Linked DNA regions of Gossypium hirsutum: region 2 is linked to region 1. Evidence: chromatin contacts called from public Hi-C data. All regions are on one chromosome and are shown on one strand. The core of a region is the stretch at or near the end of the contact, and the rest is flanking DNA. Distances in the headings are between cores, read along the strand shown. Region 1 holds the start of LOC107912378 (CCR4-NOT transcription complex subunit 10). Region 2 holds the start of LOC107912465 (synaptotagmin-5).

The links. Hi-C and Micro-C count contacts between places; a contact is called where the count stands out from the background.
Region 2: a contact with region 1 is called in a Hi-C map of seedling, with 2.2 times the contacts expected there. The contact joins the promoter of LOC107912465 here to the promoter of LOC107912378 in region 1. A contact is called at or near these places in 5 of 34 Hi-C or Micro-C datasets (leaf and seedling).

What each region holds. Positions count from the first base shown.
Region 1 is chrD08:23,561,334-23,563,995 of Gossypium_hirsutum_v2.1, reverse strand. LOC107912378 (CCR4-NOT transcription complex subunit 10) reads right to left here and starts at 1,340. Exons shown (of 9, transcript XM_016840536.2): 1 at 828-1,340. The coding sequence starts at 1,016.
Region 2 is chrD08:23,720,689-23,723,350 of Gossypium_hirsutum_v2.1, reverse strand. It overlaps LOC107912465 (synaptotagmin-5), which reads right to left and starts at 1,300. Exons shown (of 12, transcript XM_016840655.2): 1 at 857-1,300; 2 at 615-770; 3 at 419-539; 4 at 1-35. The coding sequence starts at 961.

The DNA of each region.
Region 1 (2,662 bases), core at 91-2,590:
CTGCATATCATTGCAAATAAAAACATAAATGTACTCCGTAAATTTCTCCACCCTACCTTAGTAGGAACAAGAAAACCATGAAAGCAATTTCAAGCAAATATAAATTCTATGTGAAAGGAGTATTTTCTAGTCCAACTCATCAGATATCAATCAACTTTTATTTCATAAGCACAGTAGATAAACAGAATTTGTACTGTCATAAAAATAAACCCATGATTCATCCGCCCAACATTCTTTAGCCAGAGCTTAAAAGAGCGTTGCAACGGAAGAGAGTTGTTGGCAGTACAGTAACATAAAGAATCTATCATCACCAAGAAAAGGACTATTACATGATACACCACCGGTGAAGCAAAAATCTCTGCAAGCAATTATATACATTTGACATGTGCTGATCATGTATAAGATTATTATCCTATATACGCCGATAGAGGAGTTCAGCAACACCACAAACGGTTTTATTAATTAACCCTTGCACGTCTAAATATAAATAGAGAAATCAACAATTAGAATTATTAAGTTTACATATACAGTGAAATCGCCATATGAAAATAATTAAACCTGGTTATGGGGTTTCAAGCACCATGAATGTACAGAATGATAAGGAAACAATATTGGATTAAATTAATTGTTTTATGAAATCAGCTGATAATCAAGTATTAGTGAGCCGGAAAATTACACAACAAAAAAGGTGGAAAACAATGTTCAAATTCCCACTTTAAAAATAAATAAATAAATAAAGCAAAAAAGATCCGAGAAATGAATCGATTCAATCGCATTCATTAAAGGAACCAATGCATGCGTATGTGTAAAAAGTTGAAATAATTTACCTTGGGATCGTTTTCTTTCTTCGAGTTGAGCTGATTCAAGACACCGACGCACTCGGCGAACTTCCTAGACTGAAAGTAAAGAGCGGCGTCTTTAGCGAGGGCGGAAGTGACGGAGAGGACGCCGTCGTCGTCGCCAGCGTTACCATCCCGATTCGGAGTCGACGACGGTGATGAATCTCGCAAATCCATGACCAGATCAGACCAATCGAACGAGAAAAGAAAAATGAAATTTAAAAATTAAAGGGAAAAAAAGGGGGAAGATCTCAGGCGTAGAGGATGGTTGAAGAAACCCCTTAGCTTCTTTAAACTAGAAAATGCATAGTTTTTAATAAAATCGCAATCGAGGGATAATTTTCTTTTCTTTTCTGTTCTTTTTCGTCCAAAATGAGTTAAAACTGCGGAGTGAGCAGTGATATTGTGGATTGATGCAACATCAAAGATGATGATGTTGTGGGATTTGATTTGATCCGAGTTTTTGGTTTTTACATTTTTGGGCTAAATTTTGGTTTGGGTTTTAGACTTCCTTTGGAAAAGTAATGGTTTAGACTTCAAATCAGAACAGTTTCTTATAGAATGGGCGGTGGCGAATATGGGCCCGGACAGATAATTACTGTGTATAGAAGTGTTTATGGGCTAGGTCGAGTTTGGGCCTAACCAAAATTTTAGGTCCGTTTACTTAGCCAGATTAACGGGTCTAAAATTTTTTTCAAACCCAACTTAGATTATTTATGCTAAAATCGGGCCCGACCCTTTTTTTAAAAAACATTTTATTACATAAAATAAATTTAAAAAATATAGTATATATCAAATACATTAAAAATATTAAACCAAATATTTCCAAAAAATTATCAAATTTCATTAACAAATATTAAAAATTAGATGAAAACTTATTAGCATTTGATGGATGTAGACCTCGTTAATGTTTATAATAATTAATCATTACTCCTTTCAAAAAAAATTAAGCATTGTTAATGTAATGAGTATCTTTTTAAGGGAATAATAAATTCTGCACGGTAGTGTATATAATATGATTTGGGTAAAGGTAGCAAAAAATGAAAAACCACTTGAAGTAAAGGATGACATAAGGTTGTTTCACTAAAGTACATTAAAGTTGAATAATAAAGTACAAGAAATTTGATAATTAGTGAAACAATTTGGTAACTAAAACCAACCACAACAAGGTCTCATCCTCACGCAATTGATGTTGGAAACCTAATAAAATTAAAAGTTCTACAATATCCAAACAAAAGTTCTACAATATCTATATATATCAAGCAAAATAGTACCAAAAATAGCATTAAAGATTAGCACCCAACAGCAGCAGAACATTAAAAACAACAGCAGAATAACAGTGAAAAAACACTCAAAATAGCACCAAAAACAACCTACAAAATGTAATCAACCATTCAAAATATCTTTATATCAAGCAATCAACATATATTATCTTATAACAAGCTATAAATTCTAAGCTAAATTATATACCTAGAAACGAATCGAAGAATCATCATCATTATCATTCTCATCATTCTTGTAATCAATTTCTAATATAAAATAAGAATAAATAGTTATATAATCAAATTGATAAAATGTTATAAAATTATAACAATAAAACGAAAATAATAATTACCCGTTGAAAACCTCTTAGCTCACATCCAATTATCAAAGCAAACAACGACTTGAACCGTTTTTGGCTTAAGGGAACTCCTCAAAAATGTGATAACTTTCTTCCTCATGCTAAAAGCCAACTCAGAAGCTACAGTCGATATTGGAATTGCCAAAAGATCACGAGCCAAAAATGAAAGCTCACAATATCGAATTGAACTTTTGCTCCAATA
Region 2 (2,662 bases), core at 51-2,550, 160 kb before region 1:
CACACTATCAGCTCCATCTTCAACGATACTTACTCCTAAAGAATGACATTGATTCATAACATTAACAAGATTCTAACCAATTTTTGAGTCTTCCATTCCAAAACTCGCCTAGAAAAGTCTCATTTTAGTAAAGGAGAACAAAAAGTGCGTTGATTAAGAAAAAAAGGCAACCAGTGTTGAACTTTATGGATAACCACATACATTATTTGCCTACACTATCATCTAGAACAGTTATGTCCCAAAATTCAAACTGATCTTTGTTTTAGTCATTTGCAGGAAACTAATGGCCATTGGGAACAGCATTGAGAAATCCCGTTAATAATTCAAGTTCCAAAAATTAAAAATAACGATAACCGAATAAGAAAAATAAGAATAAAAACTTTCATAATGTAAGGATAAATTACGCAAATTAACTAACCAGTAAACTGTGGTGCAACAGTGCCGAGAGTAAACTTGGAAAACTTCAAAGAAGACAGTAGAACTGGCCTATATTGCTCTAGCACCGGCTCAACCGACGCCTTTATCAGATCCGATGCTGCCTGTAACACCAAATCTAAACAATTAAAAAATAAAATAAAATAAAACTCTGTTTCATTCACTAAACAAAGCTTGACCTCGTTAACGTAAGGCCAGATCTTCGTAAGGTGCTGATTAAGCCAAGTCAACTTCTGGCGCTGAGAGAACACCACCCAAGAAGGGTAGAATTCTGCCGGCAAGATCTTTCTAGAATCTTCGACTGTCATTCTTGCGAAAGCAGCCACCGTGGTTGCCTGCAATCCAAAAAGAAGATTAGAATAAAAAATTTAAAATCAAATTGGAAAAGAAAAGAAAGAGAAGAAATTAGTGAAGGACTAACAAGCTTAGTTCGAAGATTGGATCGAGAGTTCTCAGAGCGAACAAAGAAAACGACAATAGCAAGGCCGGCGACAAGACCGAACAGCAGCCCGACAAGGAAACCCATTTTCCGAAGACAATAGTAGGATTGGAATTTGAGAGCACAATATTTGTATTTTATATTTATTTATGCTTCAGATGGTGAAGAAGAATGGAGAAAGTGGTCCATGGAAAACAAAATGTTAAAAGTTAAGTGGTAAAATTGTGAAATTAACAGAATAGAAGATTTGGATTAATAATAGAAAAGGATTTTGGGGGGCGGAGATTGAAGATACCAACCACTGCAAGAATGTAAGTGAAGGGTCTTTGCCCGTTTGCCGACAGGCACACAAAAGGCCATCCGTTTTGGCTAGCTTACTACACTATATTCTTCTACCAATCTAATTGCTCCACGTCCGCTATAGATTTTCTATGCTATAGTGCCTCCGCTCTCTCTTATGTTAGACTTTAGTGTATGGGTTTTCTACAAAAAATAATATAAAAAAATTAAATACAAAAATATATAATAGATTAATTATAAAAATGGATCTATTTCTATAGTAAAATAAGGTGTCACCAAGTTGCCATGCAGCATCACCCTAATATTTTCTCCAATTATCAGCTAATCATGTTTTTGGAAAAAATATATATTTTTTAAGTGGTGTCGCTTGACATATTAACGATACTAATATGAATTTTTAAAGAATACATGTATTTTCGAGGATTATATAGAATAAAAATACACGGTGAATATTTTTTATGGTGTCACCTGACACATTGGCGGCATTAACGTGTTTTTTTTAAAATGTGACAGAAAATAAAAAATGAAAAAAAACAAATAAAAGAAATAGCTGGAGGTGAATTTGACCAATTGGTCACGTCAGACGGCAGGATGTCAAGCTGGTGCCGCCTGACTGAGACCAAACCGATCACGGCTCACCCCCAACCTTTTTTTCTCCATCCTTTTATTTTTTTCTTATATATAATAAACGGTTTCCCCTTACCCAATTGAAAACAAGAAAGTGAATGAGAGACTTTTGTGTGTTATTAATTGTGTTAGAGTTGGGGGGAGAAAAAATTTATTTGTGTTGAAGTTTTAAGGAGAACTTGTTAAGAGTTTTAAGGTATTATTTTTATTTTTGTTTGTAATAATAATTTGTATATTGTATGTTTATATTTTATTTTTAATACTTAGATCGATTTAAGGTTTAAGATTTTATTATTGTTAATGTTTTATAGGTTAATATTTTTTTCAATAAAGATACTTATGTTTATAGTTTTTTTAGTTAGTGATTAATATTATTAAGTGGATATTTACATTTAAATAAAACAAAAATAAAATTATTTACGAAAACGGGTTGTGGTAAATATTACTATGCAGAAATATTATTATTTTAAAATGATATGTTTATTCAATTTTGTTTGTGTAGATATTGAAATGAGTTAATTGATTAGAGAAATCGGTCGCACTGCTATGATGATTAATGTCTCAGTAAAAAAAATTTGCTACTTGCTATTCATGGGTATTTTATAAATTTGCACATTATTATTTTTTAATTAGCATATTTAACTAATATGGTAATTTGTTATGGATAGGGTGAGTATCGCATCCTGAGAGCGTGTGTCCATGGTCCGAGCTACCAACCGAATGAACGCATTTTCCCCTGTTTGGATGTTGCGGGATTTGGAACGACGACATTGATTTTGATGTTTGAGCTTAGGGCCAACTTGATATTCGCCTTGGTTGAAAGGTGACGCCCGAAGACCCATACATTTCATTGCCATGTGG